Linked DNA regions of Mus musculus: all the other regions are linked to region 5. A link is a contact called in public Hi-C, HiChIP or PLAC-seq and promoter capture Hi-C data. All regions are on one chromosome and are shown on one strand. The core of a region is the stretch at or near the end of the contact, and the rest is flanking DNA. Distances in the headings are between cores, read along the strand shown. Region 1 holds the start of Dqx1 (DEAQ RNA-dependent ATPase). Region 2 holds the start of Loxl3 (lysyl oxidase-like 3). Region 3 holds the start of Pcgf1 (polycomb group ring finger 1). Region 4 holds the start of 1700003E16Rik (RIKEN cDNA 1700003E16 gene). Region 5 holds the start of Tex261 (testis expressed gene 261). Region 6 holds the start of Dctn1 (dynactin 1).

What was found. Hi-C and Micro-C count contacts between places; a contact is called where the count stands out from the background. HiChIP or PLAC-seq counts read pairs in DNA pulled down with a chosen protein or histone mark. Capture Hi-C pulls out chosen DNA fragments and counts their contacts.
Region 1: a contact with region 5 is called in a FOXA1 HiChIP or PLAC-seq map of pancreatic cancer cells. The contact joins the promoter of Dqx1 here to the promoter of Tex261 in region 5. A contact is called at or near these places in 1 of 39 promoter capture datasets (cranial neural crest), 3 of 115 datasets of contacts at active chromatin or transcription factors (double positive thymocytes, memory CD8 T cells and pancreatic cancer cells) and 1 of 9 other capture datasets (liver).
Region 2: a Hi-C map of B cells shows a contact between it and region 5, with 8 read pairs. The contact joins the promoter of Loxl3 here to the promoter of Tex261 in region 5. A contact is called at or near these places in 1 of 39 promoter capture datasets (pre-B cells), 1 of 484 Hi-C or Micro-C datasets (B cells) and 1 of 115 datasets of contacts at active chromatin or transcription factors (pancreatic cancer cells).
Region 3: a FOXA1 HiChIP or PLAC-seq map of pancreatic cancer cells shows a contact between it and region 5. The contact joins the promoter of Pcgf1 here to the promoter of Tex261 in region 5. A contact is called at or near these places in 4 of 39 promoter capture datasets (the C10 cell line, cranial neural crest, embryonic stem cells and 1 more) and 3 of 115 datasets of contacts at active chromatin or transcription factors (large pre-B cells, memory CD8 T cells and pancreatic cancer cells).
Region 4: a promoter capture Hi-C map of liver shows a contact between it and region 5, with 2.2 times the contacts expected there. The contact joins the promoter of 1700003E16Rik here to the promoter of Tex261 in region 5. A contact is called at or near these places in 1 of 39 promoter capture datasets (pre-B cells), 1 of 15 datasets of contacts at CTCF or cohesin (large pre-B cells), 1 of 484 Hi-C or Micro-C datasets (uterus), 7 of 115 datasets of contacts at active chromatin or transcription factors (the SCID.adh cell line, bone marrow-derived macrophages, embryonic stem cells and 4 more) and 3 of 9 other capture datasets (adipose tissue, embryonic stem cells and liver).
Region 6: a contact with region 5 is called in an H3K4me3 HiChIP or PLAC-seq map of pro-B cells, with 3 times the contacts expected there. The contact joins the promoter of Dctn1 here to the promoter of Tex261 in region 5. A contact is called at or near these places in 1 of 15 datasets of contacts at CTCF or cohesin (large pre-B cells), 1 of 484 Hi-C or Micro-C datasets (uterus), 8 of 115 datasets of contacts at active chromatin or transcription factors (the SCID.adh cell line, bone marrow-derived macrophages, embryonic stem cells and 5 more) and 3 of 9 other capture datasets (adipose tissue, embryonic stem cells and liver).

Annotation. Positions count from the first base shown.
Region 1 is chr6:83,056,197-83,059,706 of GRCm38.p6, reverse strand. It overlaps Dqx1 (DEAQ RNA-dependent ATPase), which reads right to left and starts at 1,863. Exons shown (of 12, transcript NM_033606.3): 1 at 1,568-1,863; 2 at 972-1,277; 3 at 597-790; 4 at 1-268. The coding sequence starts at 1,199. Aup1 (ancient ubiquitous protein 1) reads right to left here. Exons shown (of 12, transcript NM_007517.4): 7 at 3,273-3,339; 8 at 3,063-3,165; 9 at 2,829-2,948; 10 at 2,614-2,729; 11 at 2,313-2,431; 12 at 2,025-2,209. The coding sequence ends at 2,173.
Region 2 is chr6:83,032,576-83,036,161 of GRCm38.p6, reverse strand. It overlaps Loxl3 (lysyl oxidase-like 3), which reads right to left and starts at 1,957. Exons shown (of 14, transcript NM_013586.5): 1 at 1,873-1,957; 2 at 365-707. The coding sequence starts at 680. It overlaps Dok1 (docking protein 1), which reads left to right and starts at 2,691. Exons shown (of 5, transcript NM_010070.4): 1 at 2,691-2,791; 2 at 3,096-3,395; 3 at 3,534-3,586. The coding sequence starts at 2,732.
Region 3 is chr6:83,077,035-83,080,709 of GRCm38.p6, reverse strand. It overlaps Pcgf1 (polycomb group ring finger 1), which reads right to left and starts at 2,320. Exons shown (of 9, transcript NM_197992.1): 1 at 2,232-2,320; 2 at 1,710-1,815; 3 at 1,442-1,594; 4 at 1,205-1,276; 5 at 965-1,070; 6 at 755-788; 7 at 570-656; 8 at 80-160. The coding sequence starts at 2,288.
Region 4 is chr6:83,154,738-83,158,410 of GRCm38.p6, reverse strand. It overlaps 1700003E16Rik (RIKEN cDNA 1700003E16 gene), which reads right to left and starts at 2,007. Exons shown (of 4, transcript NM_027948.1): 1 at 1,821-2,007. The coding sequence starts at 1,838. Wdr54 (WD repeat domain 54) reads left to right here and starts at 2,032. Exons shown (of 11, transcript NM_001362119.1): 1 at 2,032-2,096; 2 at 2,166-2,236; 3 at 2,540-2,762; 4 at 2,871-2,933; 5 at 3,275-3,341; 6 at 3,436-3,489. The coding sequence starts at 2,541.
Region 5 is chr6:83,774,004-83,777,366 of GRCm38.p6, reverse strand. It overlaps Tex261 (testis expressed gene 261), which reads left to right and starts at 1,555. Exons shown (of 6, transcript NM_009357.2): 1 at 1,555-1,713; 2 at 2,270-2,349. The coding sequence starts at 1,644. It overlaps Gm52907 (predicted gene, 52907), which reads right to left and starts at 1,432. Exons shown (of 2, transcript NR_168047.1): 1 at 1,141-1,432.
Region 6 is chr6:83,177,451-83,181,161 of GRCm38.p6, reverse strand. It overlaps Dctn1 (dynactin 1), which reads right to left and starts at 1,573. Exons shown (of 32, transcript NM_007835.2): 1 at 1,257-1,573. The coding sequence starts at 1,289.

The sequences.
Region 1 (3,510 bases), core at 614-3,113, 720 kb after region 5:
GGTGGGATCTCCACCAGGCTCCCTGGGCACACGCACAATGGGAGAATTGCCCCAGAAAGCCTGGAATTTTGGTTCAAGCGCTGGGTCGGTAACTACAACCACTCTGGGATCCCCTGGCAGGTTTCTCAGTCTGGTATCTCTCAAGAGCCCCTGTAGTAAATCTGAGGCCACTGACCGCTCCTGAGCCTCATCCAGTATCAGCACACTCCAGGCTCCAGGGCCCCGGGTTGAGGCTACTTCCTGCAGAAATAGCCTGTCCCAGCAAAACCTGTTGGCATTCGTAGAGGGCAGGGAGTCAGTGTGGACATGGACCAGACCAAAATCCATGTATTTTTTTTCCCCAAGTTGCCCAGATTCTGATACTGAAGGACAGAAAAAGATGTCCTAAGCCTGTGGACCATTAAGTGTGATCCCACATCTCTGTTGAGAGCACTTGGTTTATGCACTATATCCTGTATCTTGTGGTAGGGGAGTGAGGTTTGTATCACATGACTCCATTGCAGGTTGAGCTGAGGGTATAAGGAGATAATAGGCAGTTGGGTTTGTCTCCACTCCACAGGGGGAGTTAAGCTCAGGTCAGACTGCAGATGGCCCACCTGAGCATGGTGTTGGGCCCAGTACAGTCTTCCTGAGGGATGCTGTATCCAATCTCATGACCCAGGGTCAGGTCCATCTCATCAGCCACCCTTGAAGCCAGGCTCATGGCTGCCAGAGGGTAGGGCTGAGTGACTGTAACCTGTCCTGTCTGGAATCCTCTGGCCAGCGCAAACTCTGCACACCACTGAGGAATCTGGGGTAGGGAGAGGGAATGTGTCAGAGGACTGGAGAACCTCAGACAACTATGGCCAGCTGAACTGGGATCCCTGAACCTTACCACCCAGTGGGTCAGCCTCGCCCACATCCCCTCTCCTTTACCCAGGCAAAAGCACATTTAACCCTGCCCTTTGTCCACTCCCAGAATCTTCCTCCACCTGGGTGCTCTTGCCAGAGCCAGGGTCCCCAGATACCAGCACCACTCCAGTGGGGCTACTCTCCAAATGCTCCAAGAACAGGAAGCGAGCAGCCCAGATGGGCAGGGCTCTACGCTGCTCAAGCAGCTCATAGTAGCAGGAGGAGAAGGGGAGCCCATCAAAGGGGTTCACAGCCAGCTCAGACTCCCCAGGACTCAGTTCAGACTCTTCTGCCAGCCCAGAGGCCATGGTGGCTGCTCATAGAACCTACGAAAAGCAGGGCAGCCAGTAAGGCCTTGGGTCTGGTGACTGATACTGAATTCCCATCTCAGCTTGATCCCCAACGTTATCCCACAGGGGAGAATGCCTTGGGGTCCATCCTTCCCAGGAAACCGTGCTGGGTGTCTCTAAGAGGACATCACCAGTGGACTTTCACCCTGTTTGTAGCTGGGATCCCTGAGTAGTAAAGATCTGTGACTAGCACAGGGACCCACGGTGGCAGCAGGAGCTACAAGAAGCAGTCATCTGTGGGAAAGGCCCAAGTGGGGAAAAGTAAGAAATCTGGAGATGAGAGAAGGGGACAGTAGGTAGGGCCATTAATGATTCTGGATTCAAACCTGCCAGCAGCTCTGGGACACGGTCAGGATGGCAGCCAGTTCTGGACACACCCAGCCAGGCACACCAACCCAGGCCTCCCTGGAGTACAAAGGTAAATTCCGGCCCCATCCGGGAGGCTGAGCTCAAACTCCAATCCCAGAGCTTTATTTTGGGGGGAGGGGCCTTTTGCTCCACCTTGGTCAGCTTAGCTAGGAACCTATGGAAAGCAGGTTCCTGATGCCACCCTGAGCTTGTATAACTGAGCCTATATGACTATAGTCATGAAATGCATTCTGGGACTTGTAGTTTTGGAGTGACAGCCTACACTATAATTGAGCTGGGATCCAGTTGTTTTGTCTTCAGTTTAGTGTAATTTCACAGTTCCATTTTGACCATTCTCACCCATATTGTAGTCTTCAACCCAGGAAAAGAAACCTGCTCAAGGGGCTTTTGAAACCCAAAGAGGCAACAGAGACCTTGAGTGAAAACCCTGAATTTAATGTGAGATTGGGGGAGCCCCATCCCTCCCTTTTTACCACCCACTCATCCGGCCTGTTGTTAGCTGGGTGAGGGCTGCCCCCAGTCTCCGTCCTGCGGCTCTGGGTACCATCCTGTTCCTTTGGGCTCATTCAGCCTCCTGGGCCTGTCTCTCTCTGAATCTCCTGTGGGACATGGGGGAGAGAGTGTATAGGCTTTGTCACATCAGCTTCATCAGGCCTTTCTCCAACTTGTTCTTTCTCACATATTGTCCTCTAACCCTCTCACCTTCTTGCATATTCATACAGTGCCTGCTTGCGCTCCTGCAGGCTCTCCTGACGGGCCCAGGAAGACTTGGCAAACGTTAGGGCTGTGGGCTGAGGGGTCGCCAGGCCCGAGCTGGGGAACTGAGGTGATCACAATGTCAGAGGGCTTGCGAAGTCATCATCATTATACACCCATCGAATGCCTACTTTGCAAGAGAGGCACTGTGCTAGGGTCTCAACATCAAGGCGAGAAGTCAGGGAGAGGGAGCAGAGACTGCCCAGACCTGCCCTTAAGTCTTGGCCTTGACTACTCCAGGTCTCACCTTTGGGGCAGAGGGTGCAGGCGGGGACTGAGATCCCTCAGTGACATCTTCAGGCATGAAAGCCACAGCCCCCTCGAGCAGGTTTGTGATGGTCAAGTCTACACACCCAGTCCTGGCTGGGAAGAGAGGGGCAGAGTGTCCACTCCCTGTACCCCTTCTCTGTTGAGACCCATTTTCCTGTGTCTGCCATTCTGTGATGCTACCCTTTCCCATACCCAGGTCTCTCTGGATGACATTCAATGGCACATGGGGCAGAACCTCCTTGACTCTGTGAGCGAGAGTGGTCAGCTGCACATCAGAAGAAGGGCTGGGAGGAGAAGGAAAAGAAGACTGCACTGTTTAAAAGAAAAAAAAATGAGGTGAGTGGATTACTGAGAGAGGCAGACACGCGTAAGGAGGGAAGCAAAACCACCAAGCGCAGCAAGCATCTTTGTGCCCAGATCACACACCTGACTGGGGGCGTAATCTGGGGTGTCTTTGTCGCTTCATGTGTTCTGCTTTGTCTGCTGGAGTGAGCCGTGTCCCTATCTGGCCCAATTCTTTGGCCACCAGCTAGGGAGAATTGGAAGGTTATAGCTGTAGCCTCGTCAGGTCTTCTTCCCCTTCTCCCCAGGAGGGAGGGACCCCCCCACTTCCACCACACCCCTGTTCACTACCACCTGTTGTACACGGAGCGCAAACTCCTCACTCTCTTCCCCTAGCTGTCGACGAATGGGATGAAGCCACCTACAAAAACCAGAGCCCTGCCCTGTTAAGTCGACAGGGGCTAAGGGTATGGCCCTTCCCCATTTATCTTGGAACAGTGGTGGGGAGAGTAGGGAGATGAAGATAAGTGTTGCTTCTGTTAGAACTTCGACATTAACAAACCACAGGCAGACAGGATAGTGGTCACTACTT
Region 2 (3,586 bases), core at 708-3,207, 740 kb after region 5:
TCGGATACCATTCACCTGCCCTCATATTATCACTGAGTCGACTGCACTTGGATCACCCAGGGCTCCCCTGCACTGGGCTGTCTTTGTGCATAGCTCTATGGAGTCTCACTTTGTGGAAGAGAACATAGCCCCCTTCTCACTGTACACATGGAACACTGGAGGCTCCTGGAGAGTACTGGCTAGCTTCAGGTCACATGGCCCTGAAATTAGTATGTTAGATGGTTTATAATCTGTGGGTTTGCTTGATTCTGCCCATTCTTGGTGTCCCGTGTCCCTTTGGTTGTGCCATTAAGGTGTTTTGTTCTTTTCTATGTACTTGAACTGCACTTAGATAATGTCCGGGCTAGTCCAGAGCATCGCTCACCTGTTCCAGGGCCATATTTGGCACTATGGGTCCACCCTGTGGCTTCTGTGAAGCCCAGCTCCCGGCAGAGGACATGGGCAGCCTGCAGCGTGAAGTCATCATCACAGATGGTGCCCCATTCACCAGCTCGCTGTATCTCCACTCGACCTTCATAGGGCTTTCTAGGAAAGCCAGCCAGCCGGAACCTCAGCCCCTGGCTTCCTACCTTCTTCTCTGGGCTGATAGAAGGAGACGGAGACCCCACACTGAAGCTGCACAGACAGTGTAGCAGCAGTAGTCCCCATGGGCAGCAATACCACACACTGACAGCTCTCATGGCGGGTGGGGCCCAAGGAGGGGGGCACTAAGGGACAGAGAAGGAGAGACACACACACTGAATGAGGGTAGGAACACAAAGAAAACAGGCACAGCCCTAGAGACCTAGATTGGGGGCGAGGGAGACTCTCCTTTCCCTTTGCAAATAATAAAACTTATAACTTGTGGTTAGTGTCCCACCATAACCTTCCCTGGTTTGGCCATCATTACCACCAACACCATCATCTCTATTTACTTTCATCCATGGGGTGGGTATGGGTTAGAGATGGAGAGTCTACGGATGGGTTGGGTAAACAGAGATATTGGGAAGAGACACAGAGAGGACGACCCAGACAGGATGTGACAGGAAGGGAGACTGTGGGAACGAAGGGGAAAAAACAGAAAGGCACGGGGTGAGAGACACATTGAATATGGATAGATGGTTTTAATCAAACCAAAAAAACCAAAGCACAGAGTAATGGGGAATGACACAGAGAGGCAAAAACCATGAGGAGAGGGAATAAAAGCCAAGGTGCAGGCACAGGAGAAATGACAGCAAGACCCATGCAGTTAGACAGACAGATGGCATCACAGGCAAGGGGAGCCTGGGAGCCCAGCCCTGGAAATCTCAGCACTATGAATGAGAAGACTCTTCAGTTTCCTATGGGGGCAGATGCCCATGCAGGAAGGGCCGAGGCTAACCGGAGTAGGAGAACCTTCTGCCACCCTCCCTAGCACATGGGCTGGCAAATATGCTGCAGGGTCAGGGACTCCAGGAGACCTAGGCTTCAAGCTGGGCAGGGTTTGGTATGGAGTTATCCAAGCTCCCTGGAACACCTCTTTTTCTGTCACTGGGCAACCAGAAGCTAGGGCTAGCTCCCCAGCTCAGGCCTTCTCTATCCGAGGCTGAAAACAGTCCTCCACAGTAAGGGGGGCCCTCCATTGCTTCCCCCAACTCAGACAAGACAGCTTTGTTCTGGGGGCATTTGGCTCCGAAGCCCTGGTGTTCAGCGTAGGGCCTGCAAATTGCACCCTGAAGCCTCCATCCCCAACAGTTTGCTCAGCTTTCCACTCTTCTGTTTCGCTCCTTGACCAATAATAAAACTGTCAGTTGGTTGGCTTTCCCGACTCCATCCCAAATCAGCGTTTCTCCTGGTCCACCATCCTCTCCATCCCCAACTCCTCTTCCCGCTGGCCAGCAGTAACTCCCCTACCTTCGACTAGGCACAACTCCAGAGGCTGGAAGCAGAGTCCTGGTCCTGGAGATTACTTTCAGGACTTCTCAGAAAAAAAGTGTTCGGCCAGGGGAGACTGGACCCCCCCTTCCTCTCCCCTCTTCGTTGGTCCCTCCCACGTCCCCTAGAGCCCTCCCACATTCCGCTTTCTCCCTCCATTCCGGCCAGGCCAGTTCCCTCCTCTAGATCTTCCCCTCCCCTGTGGAGCTGGCTGCAGCCACGCCACCCCCTCCCACTCCTCCCGGCTCAATGAAGCTTTCTTTTCCCGCAGGTTGGAGGCCCGGCAGCCGTATTCAGGGTGCTTGACTTGCAAACGGTTTCGGGACAGCAGGACGGCCCCTGTGGCAACGGGAAGCTTTCCAGCCCGTAGCCGTTCCTCCACATCCCCAACTAGACAGAGTATCAACAACAGTCCAGTCCAATTCCCGGGCTGGGCCATGAGAAAAGGTCCCACAAAGAAAACTATTGTCCCGATGGCTCCCTTGGTCATTATGGCGCCCCCGAGGTGCCTGCAGGTGATGTCACGGCCTTCACTCTGATGTCACGTTAAACATATGTCGTCACTCTCAGCTTCCACCCCCCAGGCACTAGGGCCCCTGGTTGGTGATCACCGCTTCCCTGAGTGGTGCCACTGTGTGCACCACTAAAGATAAAGGCTTTAGTGAGCTCTCCCTGAGTTCTTCCTGATGGCTCGTTTTCCTCCAAGCCCTCCGCTCCCCCATCACCGCCGCAGGGGCCGGGGAGGGGCGGGCACGCCTCCGGCACCCTGCAGCCTCGCCCCGCCCCGCCCCGCCCCCAGCCCTCCGGGCCAGGAAGCGCGGAAGGAATCGCCTGGGCCATGGACGGGGCTGTGATGGAGGGTCCGCTTTTTCTGCAGAGTCAGCGCTTCGGGACCAAGGTAGTTTGTTTGTGGCGTGGGGGATGGCGAAACCCCTCTGGACTAGAAGTGGGTGAAAGAATCCAGAAAGAGGGAAGGGGCCGGAAGAAGGTCGGAACGGCGCGCGGGCAATTGTAGATCCCCAAGACGTTCCCTTAAAAGTCTCGGGCTGTGCCCTCCTTGGTGCGGTCTTGGGATGCCATTATCTTTGGGAAAGTAGCTCAGCCTGGGAAGCCCCAGACTCAGATCGGCCTTCATGGGTCTCTTCTTCCTTGTGGGGCGCGTGCTACCACCGCGCACTCTCGAGTCTTTCGTTCTTTCCCAGAGGTGGAGGAAAACTTGGGCTGTGCTTTACCCAGCCAGTCCTCACGGCGTGGCGCGGCTGGAATTCTTTGATCACAAGGGGTCGAGCTCTAGAGGGGGTCGAGGCGGCTCTCGCCGTCTAGACTGCAAGATGATACGCCTGGCTGAATGTGTGAGCGTGGTGCCGGTGACTGTGGAGAGTCCCCCTGAGCCCGGCGCTGTTGCCTTCCGCCTGGACACCGCACAGCGCTCGCACCTGCTGGCGGCGGACGCCGTATCCAGCACCGCCTGGGTGCAGACTTTATGCAGAACCGCCTTTCCGGTGAGTGACTGGGGGTGGGCATCTCTGGGCTTAAGGGACACTGCGAGGATGGAGCTATTATAGAGGCACTGGACTTCTTGCACCTACCCTAGACCCAAGAGAATTATATATAATTCTTCCATGTTCCCTTTTCTGCAGAAAGGCGGCTGGGCTTTGGCGCAGACGGAGAACCAACCTAAGTTTTCTGCCTT
Region 3 (3,675 bases), core at 1,071-3,570, 700 kb after region 5:
CTAAGGAGAAAAGGGAAAGAAGGAGTGAGTGGGCTCTCAGCACCTGCTGGCCCCTCAGCCCACTGTGCACCCGGCTTACCTTGCCGAACCAGCGGGACAGCCATAGCTGTTTCATTGTCATGTGATCTGGGAGAACCTCATTGTCAAAAAGGAGCTGTACCTAAGAGGGAGATGGGCAGGGAAGTAGTGCTGGACAGAGACTTGTCCCTAGACTCTGTCCGTCTCTTCCTCTGTGCGGCTCCACTGCTGCGATTACAAGTTTGCACTACTATGCTAGGGTTTTCTTTGTTTGTTTTTAGGTCTGGGAACTGAACTCTGATCCTGGTACTTGAAAGGCAAATACTTGACTAAGCTATCTGAGCAGACCGCTCTCAAACCTTTTTTGCTCCTGTAAACAAAGTCTTACTCTGGAGTCCAGACTAGCCTGGAATTCACTATATAGCCTAGGCTAGCCCTGAACTTGAAGTGATCTTCCGGCCTGAGCTTTCTTCCAGGTACAAGCTGGCAAGCCAGACATGCCCTCCCCTTTCAGTCCCTTGTTTTCCCCGTAACATGATGGGCTTACTTACATGCTGTGGATTTAGCATTAGTCGGTGACACAGAACCCTTCGGAGATGGCGGACCTCAGCTCTCACAGAACACCGAACATACTTGTTCTAGGAACAGAGAAGGAGGGGAGGGCACAGGTGTCTGAGGGAAGGGTTGCTGGGAGAAACGGCTCCTTCAAAGGGGCCCTCCCCTCAACCCCTCTCACCTGAAGGACATTTTTATTCTTGTCTTTGCCAGAACTGGATGGAAACAGATACAAGTTAGAGGGTTCCACTTTTCTTGTCTCCTACCTAGCACAAGCACCACAGCACACTTTCTTCAGGGGAGCAGACACTCCCTCACCCTTCCCCCCAAGTCCCTTAGCATCTGGGTCACCAGTAGTATCACTTCACGCAACCTCTGACCTGCCCCTCACCTCAGCCGCTCCAGGCATAGGCTCAGCTGTTCATCATATCGATAATAGTGGGCTTTAGAGTGGTCAAAACTGCTGAAGGGGAGGCCAAGGTTGCTCAGGGCTGGCTCTGAGGAAAAGTAGATATTGAGGAGGCTGGTACAGGTTCCATACCCTCTTCTCCCCAGAGAGCAAAACCAGGCAAAAGAGATGCTCTGAGGGCTTTAATTGCCCCCCTCCCCCAAATGAGCACCAAGGACATACCTTCACCACTGGGCTGGGAGACTCTGTCTAAGCCTCGGGACTGATAGAATTCCCGAATCCGTTTCTCTTCACCTAAGGAGGGGTGAAGGGCAGCCATATTAATTCTCTTTGTTTTGGCTGTTGACCTCTTTATCTTTGTATTTTTTTGATTCCCAACAAAACTGTTGGGAACAAAACGTCAAGGTGCCACCCAGCATTAGAGTCAGGAGGCCCCACAAATATAAGGTGGCCACTCACTGTCTTGCAAGCCTGGCACTAGCTTATACACTATGTCCTGCATGACCCGATCCAGTTTGAGATTGAGCAACGGCTGCGTCTCGTGGATCTTGATGTTGCACATGGGGCAGTACTTGCTGGTTTGCAGGTACTTCACGATACAACTTTTGCAGACTGTAAGAGGAGAAACGAAGATGCTCAGGTCCCTTGGGAACCCGACACATGGGACAGGCAGCACAGAGGCTGGCAGCCAGCTTGGAAGAGGAGAGACAGGATCCGGGACACTCACAGGTGTGGAGACACTCTGTGATGGTGGTGGCATCCACGAAGTAGCCCGCGCACAGGCAGCAAACGATGTGTTCATTCAGGTCTTTGATCTTCACCCGGACCTCCTCCTGTGGACACACCCTCAGTCACTCCCCACTGGTCTTGCAAGCCCACCCCATCTCACCTTCTGCAATTCCCAGCAACAGAGCAGTTTGTTATTGGACTGGGTCGTCTGGCCCCCGAGAAGAGACGGGGGAGTGAGCTCCCCCTTCGCCCAGCAGAGGGCTCCGCGCACAGCGGGTGCTCTCTTTTCGCGGACCCGCCTGACTCTCTTTTTTCCCTCGGGAGACCAGACGCTGTCGGAGACACAACGCGCAAGCGTCCAAGTCCAGCGTTTGGCAACTCGGCCAGAATCGCGCGTGCGTATCGCGCACCCCGTGGCTGCGCAAGCGCACTGGGCGCCCATCCCGCCGCCACCCGTCCTCTCCTTCGTTTGGGTTCACACAGCTAACGGACCCCAGCAGTCATCCCGCTGCCCCTGCACCTCGTTCCGTAGTGGGTCCATCTTGTACACTGACTGGAGCTGGTTCCGAAGCCTCATCGCGATCGCAATCTGGCCCCCCTGAGGAGACGCCATCTTAAAGGCTGATCCCAGCCCGCCACTTCCGGTACCGCCTGCGGGGCGGGACTTGTCTCCTAGCAACGAGGGCCTCACATTCTCCGGATTGGCTAGTTTTCCGGCACACCCCGCCCTCGCCCCCTCTTTAGCTCCCCGTGTGCTCACCTGAGCCCGCTGCCCCCCCAACAATCGGTGGTCGTTATGGAGGGGGGTTGAGTGAAGCAGGGTCTCTGCGGTGCACGCTCCCACGGGCGTCCTTCCAACGGCGCGCACACAACCTCTGGATCAACTTCGGTAGCTTGTGCTAAGAGAGCCTGTGTGCCCTGGGACCCCGAAGCCGGGCTATCGCCCGCCGCTACAGCTCCGGAGTGTGGGAGTCCTGGGACCCGACCTCGCCTCCGACCCGGGGTCCTCTCTATACAGTGCAGTCCTGCTCCGCTGCGGCGTCCGCGTTGCGGAGCTGCGTCCCAGCCGCGGGCCTTCTCCCGTCTGCGCCGCGGGAGTTTTTTCCGGGCTCGCGAAGTCTGGGAGAGGGTGCCCTGGGCGGGGTGGAGAGGGAGAGACCCCCCGGGGAACCGGGAGCTCTTACTCCCCACTCTCTCCCTGCTGCCGAGGATGGGGAGAATAGGCCCTGGCTAATGATGATGATTTAATCATCGGCGCCTGCGGAGGCCTGGGACAGACTAATGCAGAGCAGATGCCGAAGGAGGAGGGGAGGATTGACAGCGAGGAGACTTGGGCAGCGAGTGCCTGCAGTAGCATAGGCCCGGGCCCGCACTTGGGGAGGACACAGGGGTTCCCGGGTCTGGTACACTGTCATCACTGGGTCCCTACGGCGGAATTTTAAAAGAATAAATTTACTCTGAAGCGTTATTAGCATCGAGTACAACTGGAGATTCGAGTGAGAGGGGAGAGACTGGCGGAAACTTGAAAGGCTCTCTGGAGAAAATTGGGACTCTTGTGTGGGCATGATTGACAAATGGATGCACGAGAGGTATAAATGTGATGGAAATAGAAAAAAAAGGCAGTGTGAAGAGGAACGACCAAAGAAACAGGTGTGGATTGAGAGCCCCAATGGAAGGAATGGGGTCTAAAAGAACTGGAATAATTAGGTTGAAGGTAACAGGAACCTCACAGAAAGGAGTGTATGTCTGTTACCCCATAAGTGGTAGTACATAAGCGTCAGGAAAGTATTAAAGACTTGTTAATCGACTACATACAGCTATGGTTTACCTTCCTGGCCCAGGCCACCTAGTCACCTCTGAGCCACTGCAGGTCTTGACTGCTTGCCCATGTCTATATCGTTCCCTCTTTAGACCTTTCTTCCCACAGCATGGCAAAGTGATTCTGATCATAGGTTACAAAGAAC
Region 4 (3,673 bases), core at 758-3,257, 620 kb after region 5:
TGACAAAAGTTTGATTCTCAGCACCACAAGGTAGAAGGAGAGAGCCATCTCCTTCAAGTCACCCTCCAGCCTCCACTCGTGCACTATGGCACACGCCCCGCCTTCACCCCACCCCACCCCAAATAAATGTAACAAATCATTAAAGATTCCTGTGACGGCTTGAATAAGAACAGCCCCATAAATTCCTATTTGAACTGTTTGGGAAAGACTTGGAGGTGTGGCCTTGTTGGGAGGGAGGGAGTAGGGGCCAGAGATGAGGTTTCAAAAGCCCATCATTTGCAGTTAGCTCTCTTTGCCTCGTGGGCTCTCAGCTACTCCTCCAGCACCATGCCTGTCTGTGCTCCCCTTCGTGATGCTCCTGGGTGCTTAACCGTTTGGAACCGTGAACCCCAAATTAAACACTTCCTTTTATAAGTTTCTTTGCTCATGGTGTTTTGTGACAGCAAGAGATAAGTAACTAAGAAAAGCCCAAAAGTAACCTAGGGACATAATACTTCACAAAAGAGATGTAGATAAGTAATAATAATAATAAAAAAAATTGTAAAGAGGGCCAGAACTAGGTGTGGTGGCTCACAGCAATAAACCCAGCACTCAGAAGCCTGAAGCAGCTGTCATGTGTTCAAGGCCAGACTGGGCCATGAAGTGAGACCATGAAGGAAGATGGTTCCTTCCAAAATCTACCTCCAAATATAAGTTTTTATCTATCTACCTAATTGTTTCCTATTTTATATTCTCCAATATTCATTCTCTCAGGCAATCCGGTGTCTTCTGTTCTCTACATTCTCAGTTCCTGGCCTTGAATTCCCAGAAACCAAGCGGCTGCCTAGTTCTCCATCTAAAGCTTTGCTTCCTTAAGCCCAAAGCCAACGCAAAACCAAAGAACCGATCCCTTAGGCCTCCCCCCACAGCTAGGACAGAGATGTGGCGTGCACTTAACACAAGAGAACAGAGATATTTTTTACTCTTTCATTTTCTCGAGGTCCTACCAATCTGTTTTATTTTTTAAAATGCCTTGACTTTGGGAGTAAGAGAGTTGACCCCACATTGACCGCTCTTGCAGAGGGCCTGGGTTTGATTCTTAGCACCCATGTGATGGCTCCAAACTGTAACTCCAGTTCCAGGAGATCTGATCCTCTCTCCTGGCCTCTGCAGGCATCAGACATGAACACAGTACACAAACACACATGCAGACAAAACACCCATATACATAAAATTTTTTTTTGACTTAAAGGTAATTGGTTTTTGACCAGTGAGATGGGAGAGTGTTGGTATGGGAAGAAGCTATGAGTTCAAAGGCAACCCGGTCTATATTGTGAGTTCTAGACCAGCCAGGGCTACACATTGAGACCTTGTCTCAAAATAAAAGGCAAGCCATGGTTGCGCATGTGATTCCTTTAATCACAGCACTCTGGAGGCAGAGTTGAGTTGGAGGCCAATATGGTCTATATAATCAGACTGTCTCGATTTAAAAAAAAAAAAAGTAATAATGATAATAAAGTAAGTTTTAAGGTCACCCTCACAGTTGTTTGATCCATTTCGTAGTCCTGAAATTGTCAAGATAGTGATTCATCCATCAGACCCTCTTCCTAGTGCCTCTGGTTTACCCACCAACACGGGTTCCTGGTCAGAAAGGAATTACTATTTGCACTAGTGGTTCAGCTGTTTCCGAATTCGCTTGCCCTTGGCCTGGTCCAGCCGTTGACCCTTTCCCTCAGGGACCGAGGTACAGGCATGCCCATCTCGAACCTAGAGCTAGTCCACTGCCTCGATACCGGCCAACCCCAGTTCTTGCGCACTCCCTAAGTCTAGCTGAAACTCACCGAGCCTTCGTGACTCATTTTCGTGACAGTCACTCCAAGGCGGTGTTTCAGCTGCCTTCAGGACCCTCCATCGTTGTAGCTGCAGTGGCCGCGACCCAACGGTCTCCTCGGCAACCAGGCCCCGCTGAGGGTCCCTGGCGTGGTCCACGGTTGCTTGGTAACCGCGTAGCTGCGCGCCGCAAGTTCCAGCCACAGGCCACGCCCAGAGGCCGTGCGTCGGTGCGTCGTCTCTATGGTGGCGGCGGATTTGGAGGGACCTTAGGATCGCGGCGTCAGGCAAGGCACACTTGAGGGTGGTGGGGGTGGGTTGCAGGTGTGACCTCTAACCTTGGCGTGGGCCTTCAGGTAGCTAAGCTGTGGGAAGAAGAGCTGGAGACCACATTCTGCATTTTAGCTGAGACGTTCCGTACTAGCAGGTATTTACATCATCATTCTTATTGCGGGATTCCCTGGTGGCTGCAACACTCAACCCTGGGGCTCTCTCCAGCTCCGTGGGATCCTCTCCTCCTTGTGACTACTATCCATCACTTTCCTCGGGGATCCTATCAATCAAGGGTCTCTCTCAGTGTCTCCTGGTTGCATCTCATTGTCCTTCTCCCCTGTCCCAGTGTCCCCAGTGGCCTTCTCCCTATTTGTCGTGCCGTGACTCTAGGACTCTCTCTCTCTCTCTCTCTCTCTCTCTCTCTCTCTCTCTCTCTCTCTCTCTCTCTCTCTCTCAGAATGTTCCGCCGCGAGCGCTCCATCCCACTTCGTAGCTCTGCCGCCGCCCTGTCTAACAACCTCAGTGTACTGCAGCTGCCAGCCCGTGATCTCACGCATTTTGGGGTGGTTCATGGACCGAGCGCCCAGCTTCTCAGTGCTGCCCCTGAGGGTGTGCCCTTGGCCCAGCGCCAGCTCCACGTTAAAGAGGGTGCTGGAGTGAGTCCCCCACTTATCACTCAGGTAAGGCAAGGAGTGAAAGAGGTGTTGCTTAAATCAGTGCGATCCTTGTTCTTGAATACCTATCCTCTTGACGCCTTATGTCCTCTTCTATGATGCGCGTCTCTCCAGGTTCACTGGTGTGTCCTCCCCTTCAGAGTACTGCTGGTCCTCACCTCGCATCGAGGGATACAGGTGAGAATAGAACCCTCCTGCCCTTTCTCCAGCGCCACCCCCACCCAATAACACTTTTAGATGTCACATGCGCAGCCCACTCTGCCTCTATTTTTCGTCTTCTTTTGTTCCATTTTCTTCACTCTTCAATTCTGCATCAGCAGTTTGCTTCTGTTATTAACTCTGTGACCCTTGGGCACGGGTAGCCTCAGTGTCCTCCTCTGAAAACTATGGATAAGAATAGTGCCTGCCTCCCAGAACAGAGTTTGAGGATTCCAATGGACTTACCTGGCTGGGTGAAGTGCCCAGAACTCAACAAGGGTCATCTGGATCTTGCTCTCATCCTTGCCCCCATCTTCCAGATGTATGAGTCTGATGGCTCCGTCATGGTTTATTGGCACGCCTTGGACTCAGGCGATGCTTCTTCAGGTACCTTCAGGACCATGTGGAGCAGGGGTGGAGGCTGGGAGAATTCGCTGGGGCTGGGGGAAGTGCTGTTTCTGAGAGCTGCTTTTGTATTCAGTACAGGCTATGTTTGCCCGAGGAATTGCTGCCAGCGTCCACTTCATCTGTGTGGGTGAGCAGACTAGAGACAGGGCTAGGGCCTGTATGTGAAGTACATGATTGTGGGGTCTCAGCCAAGAGGATGCTGAGGGGTTGACGAACTTAGGAAGAGTTAGAGGGAAGCTGGGAAGGAAGGGTATCAGAGACTCTGAAAAACATTTAGAGAGGGATAGTGAATGGAAAGTCAGGCCTGTGGG
Region 5 (3,363 bases), core at 306-2,805:
CTTATTGAGTCAGGCTCAGGAGACAAACCATGACTCCAAGTTAAGATCCTCCAGGGTTGTAAAGCCCCAAGCCGCAAACATCTTGTGCCATGTTATTTCACCAATCAGGATTTAGGGATGGGGAACTTCCTTAGGAAGATGTCTTTGTGTACACTTGTCCTGCTCCCATTGGTTAGGGTATTCAACGGCTGCAGGGAACTTGCCTTTGTCTAAAATTCATGTCTTAACTTGTCTACCAGGATGGGACTTGTTTTGACTAAAATTCATATCTTAACTTGTTAACCAGGATGTCAGCTGCCCACATACCTGTCTCTCTCTGCCAATTAGGAAGTCAGTTCCCAGGGAAGTCTTGGGAACTTAAACTTTACTTGACCCCTACTCAAAATGGAGGGGGGGTCTTATTTTAAATAGTTTCTTATATCTCTTATGTTGGGGTTCATCCCAGGGGCAGCTTATAACAGCAAATCCCATAAAAGCTTATAGTCAGGTGCAGAAAGTATTGTTGGATGGTCACTTCAGACCCAAACTTGCTGTGAGTAACCATGCAAAGCATTTCTATTTAGATTGGTTTCCCAGGGCACAGAACAAAACAGAATACATAACCAATCCTGGCATTAGAAAGTTTCCTAGTAACAGTAGAAACATGAGCAAGTTTCCTTATAATGGCAGGCTGGCCAGGTGACAGTTACCTAGGCCTTAATATTGTACCTAGTCCTTAACATATAATATCTACCATTCCAGCACTCAAAACTACTTAGTGTCACCAAGGCCAGCCTGGAGGCACATAAGGCTGTTTCAAAAAAAGAAAAGATCTTTGCATGATGTTTCTACACCTTTAATCCCAGGATTTGGGATAAAGCAGAGGCAGGCTGGTCTCTGTGAGTTCAAGGTTAGCCTGATTTACATAGCAGGTTGCAGGACTACATAGAGACCCTTAATCAAAACAGACAAAACCAAAACCAAAGTTATATTTTGCCCTAGTACGGAGACTCCACACATCTGAAACCCTACCAATTGAGAGCTGGAGATGGGAGAGTTGACAGTTCAAAGGCCAGCCTGAGCTATGAGACCCTCCCTTTCTGAAAATAACAAACAAAAAGTTTGTTTGAGATAAGAGGCTTGTTGGCACTCTGAGCTTACCTGTGTCAGCCACTAGGTGGTGCTCTCTCAGATGATTACCTGCGGTGTCGCAAGTACAGTCAGTGCTTAGCTGTTGCTTTAGTCCCCACGCAAAAGTGAAGACCTGCATTGCAAAAGACCTCAGCCTAGAGGGAGAGTTAAGGCTGAAGGTGACCATTTAAAGGCACCTGGGATTCCAGATTATGCGGCTTCCTAGTGTGTGACCTGAGAGAAGGGAATCTTCCTCTCCCAGAAAATTAGGATCCAAGGCTGTGCGGAGCAGGCTTGAGCCAGGATTGGTTCCAATCAATCTGGGCTCTGTGTAGGCGCTCCGTACCGGGTGCAGCGCGATTTCGATCCTCCGAGCCGGTTAGCGGCGCTCGCGGGCTTGGCGGGGGCGCAGGGGCCGCGGCGCTCCGCCCTGCTCCTCTCGGCGTCCTCTGGGCGGGGACAGCACGGCGGCGGCCGCTCAGTGTCGCGGGAGCCGGACCGCGCAGGCCCGTCCCGGCGGCCCGGGGGGCGCCATGTGGTTCATGTACGTGCTGAGCTGGCTGTCGCTGTTCATCCAGGTGGCATTCATCACTCTGGCCGTCGGTGAGAGCGCTGACCCGGGCCGCGCGCGCCCCGATGCCCCGAGCCGCCAACCGCTGCTGCTCTTTGCAGCTGGGCGCTGACGACCCCGAGCTGGTCCTACTGGACCTCTGCGGAACCTTCCGGTGGGGATGCTTGGTTCCCGAGACGCATCCTTGCTCTTGGAGCCCTGAGCTCCCTACTCAGCCTGTCCCCTCCAGCTGGGACAGGGGGAAGGCCCCTGTCTGTCTCACCCGGCTGTGTGCTAGTGTACAGCACCCGGCCTGTAAACTAAGTGTTCTGCAGGTGTTGATTGACGAGTGAAGTTTAAGGTTCCCGGAACAGAGGTTAACTTTATGCTGTGCGGTCAAATCCAATATTTCTACAGTTGTCTTGGCAAAGTTCTATCTACTTGTGCAGATGAGAAGGACATCCCAGGGGTGCTTTGGCTTGTTCCCGACTTCCTGGAGTCTGAGGAGGGTTGGTGGGGGACTACAGGATGAGCAGGCTGGTGGGAGTGTCCCTGGCTGATCTCTTCCTGTTTGTCCCCCTCCCTCTGGGACCCCCTTCTCCTACCCAGCGGCTGGACTGTACTACCTTGCAGAGCTGATAGAAGAGTACACGGTGGCCACCAGCCGAATCATCAAATACATGATCTGGGTAAGTGGCCGCTTTTCCCTGGAGTAGTCACCCAGGGCTTGTTTGCCCTACATCAGAAACAGGAAGTGGGGACTGTTTGAGCTGGGGCTGTTTTGGTGCTGAGAACCCAGGATCTGAGGGTGTCCCACTTGCTTCCCTGCCCTGCAGTCTGCACTCCTGGGTCCAGATCACCCCTGGCCCTCCAGCCTCAGGTGGCATAGTTTCACAACCTACTGCCATTCCTTAAGGTGACAGTGCAGATATTTCATTGATAGGTATTCATGGCTTCGCTTTCCTGTGTCTGTCTCACAGTGTCCACGGTCTCTAACACCAGGTCCCCAATCCCAGCCCAGGCTTAGAACTTATAGGGACAATAAGGACAGTTTGTAACGCTTAGTTAGCTATTGCCCTCTCTCCACTCAGTGTCATTTGTCCTAAGGGAGAATGTCCAGCCCTTTCTCTTCCCTCATGGAGGTTTCTTTTCCTGAAGACTTGGTCCCTGTCCCTGTTAGAGAGGCTGTGAGGAAGACTGAGGTGCGGGGGGGGGGGGGGGGGAGGATACCTTTGGACAGAAAAGTTCACCTTTCAGTCGCCTAAAGTCTGCAGCTACTTTCACTCTCAACGTAGCCTGGGGTTGTAGTTTGTGGTAAAGACAGGGCTACAGCCAGCTCATTGGCTCAGTCTGTGGGTGTGGTTGGGATAGCAATTAGACCTTTCATCACCGACAACCGAAGCCTTTCTCAGACTGCCTGCTGGATTCATCACTGAGTTACGTAATTGATTCAGTAGATCATGCTTAGCATTCAAGGAAGCTATGAAATGGGACATGGGGGTACAGGCATGCATGCGGCCTTCGGTTAGATCCTCAGCTCCAGCTCCAAAAACAGTGCTAACAGTAAAAACGAGAGCAGGCAAAGTGAGTGTGCGCTCTGTCACACGTTGGGTATGTGTTTGGTGGAGTGCTGTATAAAATGTTTTTTTTTTCTTACTTTGGATCACTGTCTAAAATGTTTTAGAAGTGGCCTTCAGAGAGAC
Region 6 (3,711 bases), core at 324-2,823, 600 kb after region 5:
CTACCCCAGCCCCCTGAATGCTGGGCTCACTGGCACGCATCAGCACGTCCACCTAGACTTCTCAGAAAGACAGAACTGCACCTCTTTCCAGGGCCACAGCCACCACCATGCCTTGCTGATATGATTGCTGTCAGTCCATCTCCATATCTACCTGGCACTGCTAGACTGTTGACTACAGCACATTCACCAGCACCCTCCTCAGGGCCCATGTCCTATTGTCTGCTCTCCCCCAAACCCTGCAGGCCACGGTGTCATAAAATGAAGAGCACAAACAAATAAACAAAATACCTCAAGTTAGCCCTTTACTGTCCTCAAACCCTGCCCAGTAGTTCATCTGGGTTGGCAAAGGTACAAACAAAACGCTGTCCTTGGGTCATACCCAGATTCTTACATACCCGTGATGACAGAACACATGAAATTAGGTCCCAGATCAGACCACGATTTGGAAGAAAATCACACCTAAGCCATTTTTAGCAATAGCTGTTCCATGAACCAGAGAGATTGTAGCAAATAAATAAGGCAAGAAAATGTGACCCCCGTGGACCTAAAGGCTCGGGGGAGGGGTCTTTCCTGATACCCCCCAAACACACACACACACACCACAGTTAGCTTCAGAAAGGAGCCCTGCCAGAGCCTGGGAAGTCAAACCCTTCCCAGCTGTCATTCCCTAGCCCCTCTCTTCACAAAGCCCCACCAGTAAGGTAAGGACAGAGCTCCTAGGGATGTGGGGACCTCAAACTATACCAGGGACAATGAAGAGCTCATGGGCCTGACAATAAAGGAAACTGCCAATGATATCAAGGCTGGACACAAACTCAGAAAAGACCCTCCCACACCTCCCAACACGCCTCTCGGAGTCAGGTGGCTCTAACAGTGGATGCAAATCTAACCTCACAGAGGAGAGAGCAGAGGCAGATAGCAGGGCATCTGAAAAGAGCCTCACAGCTAGGCCTTCTGACCCCCAGGCCAGTCAAAGACAGACTGGACCCCTCAGAAATCCCTGGCCTCAGAGCCAGCTGGAGTCAGAGGTCAAGTCTAGTTGGGCCCCAGTTAGGACCCAACTGGGTGGGTGGGTGGGGTACCTTGTCCAGCCTGCCCCTGTCAGCGCTCTGAAGGCTCCTCAGAAGCCCAGTGTGTGAGTACCTCAGCTGAGAGCCAGCCTGCCTCCCCAGCCCCCACACAAGTGATGTCCACAGGCACCCGGCCTGGTCCAGCAGCCCTCCCAGGGCCATCCCATATTGACTGGGGCCACTTACCCGACTGGACATGTGCCTCCTGCTCTGGGCCATGTTGCTCACCCGGACTCTACCCCCTCCCCCAGCTAGCCAAAGACAGAGAAAAGGCAGAAACCTAGGCAGGAGGGGTCAGGGTGATGGGCCTGCATGGACGGACGGCTCAGAAGCCGTTAGCCACGGACCTCCCTCCGTCCATGGTCCTCCCTCTGGAGGGGCAGGAGCAGTGATGGGGCTGAGGAGTAAGTCCCTTCTACTGCCCAAGGATTCCTGAACCCAGAGACACTGAGCCCCGCTTGCCAGCTGATGAGTCTCACTCTGCGCTAGTGCTGCTCTAGACTGTCAGGAAGCATGCTGGCCTCTGGGTCCTAGTGCTCCCCTCCTTCACACGAACCCAGGGATGGGTAGGCAAGAAATCCTCAGCACCAGAGTGCAGGCAGGGTTCTGGAGGTGACACTTCTTCCCCACCTGTACCCCTCACTATCACTGCCCCCAGTCCCAGTGAGTGAGGCTTCAGCAGGTCCCCAAGCATCAAGTGCCACTTCAAAATGATCAGCACTTCATCAAACTGCTTTCACAGGCCTTCTAGTCCCTTCTGCTGCTTTTCTGTGTCACCCTACCAGAAAGATGTCTGGACTCCACACGACGAGGGTCTCGATCTCTGTCTTACACTGGGCCAGATAAACAGGAGGGGCAGAGCTAGAAGCCTGCTCACCCAGAGAAAGCCATGAGTACCCAGCTCCCCACCCCTGCAACAGCAGAGGTCCCCACAGTCACTCCCTCCTCTGCCTGTGTCAGGCAGGCTCTGATCCCCAAGATATCACATTCAATGGGATTATTAAAGGTAGTTTTCAAAAGCTAAGCACCTCACTGTCCCCTTGGCCCAAGTCCACTTTACCCAGGTCCTCATCTCTTTTACCCTTGGCCTTGTCTTCTAACATCAGACTCAACAAGCCAACTTATTTTTTATAGTTGTGTACTTCACAAGCTTCCTTAGTTATGTTATATTACCTTCATAATTTTAAAACAGATGGTGTTAATTTAATGAAACTACTTATTCTAGTCAAAGGTTTCCACATGCTACCTCATTTATTATTCACAGGTCAATGCCTAAGGTCTTACCCCTTAAGCAAAGGGCCTGGGGTCTAACCACTGGATCCCCTGGCTGTAATGTGGACCTAGTCCCTGAATACACTTGTCTTCCTTCACTGACAAGACTGCAATTTCTGCCACTCTGCACACTTGCCTAACACAGGATAATGCCACAAAGCAGTTCTGTTAGGTGATGCCCACCTGGAAGAACACCATAATGAAGCCAGTCCCTTTATATGCTAGATTAACCTCTCAACCAAAACAGTCTCTGTGCCTTACTTCTGCCCAGAACCATCAGGACCCCACCTCTGCTTCCCCCGCAGTGTCCAGGTTGCTCTGCCTTCATATCCACCCCAGCCCAGACAATCGTACTAAACCCACTCAGAGTGCCTACAGAACACATTTCAAAACATCACGTTAGGGCTCGGCAGATTGCTCAGTGGGTAGAACAGAAACGGGGGCTAGAGAGATGGCTCAGCAATTAAGAACACTGGTTGCTTTTGCAGAAAACATAGATTTGCCAGGCATGGTGGCACACACCTTTAATCCCAGCACTTGGGAAGCAGAGGCAGGCGGATTTCTGAGTTCGAGGCCAGCCTGGTCTACAAAGTGAGTTCCAGGACAGCCAGAGCTATACAGAGAAACCCTGTCTCGAAAAAACCATTTAAAAAAAAAAAAAAAAAACCATAGGTTCATCCCAGCACCTACATAGAGGTTCACAAGTGCCTTTAATTCCAGTCCTAGGGGATCTATTACCCTTTTCTAAACTCCAAGGGCATGGTACACACATGCTACACAGACATACATGCAGGCAAAACACCCATACACCATAAAATAAAACTTAAAAAATAAAATATTTAGGACAGGGGTTGGAGAGATGGCTCAGTGGCTAAAAGGTCTTGCTCTTCTTGCAAAGGACCTGAGTTTACTCTGTTACCATGGTTACCTGCAGCCATGCTGTGCCACTCACAACTACTTGTAACTCCAGCTCAAGATGAGATGCCTCTGACTGCTGCAGGAACCTCTATTTATGTGTGTACACACACACACACACACACACACACACTTACTTTAAAATAAATCCTTTTTAAAAATAAAAATAAGGACTAGAGAGATGGCTAAGCTGTTAAGTACATGTCCAGCTCCTATGTCTGAGGACCTGAGTTTGGTTCCCAGCACCCACATCAGGTGGCTCTGGGGATCTGACTCCTCCGACCTCCCTATGTATGCACACTGTGTATATGTTCACATAGAGACACAGCCATACACAATGCAAAACAAAGAGCACCGACCGCTCTTCCAAAGGTCCTGAGTTCAAACCCCAGCAACCACATGGTGGGTCACAGCCATTGTAATGGGGTCTGATGATCTCTTCTGGAGCATCTGA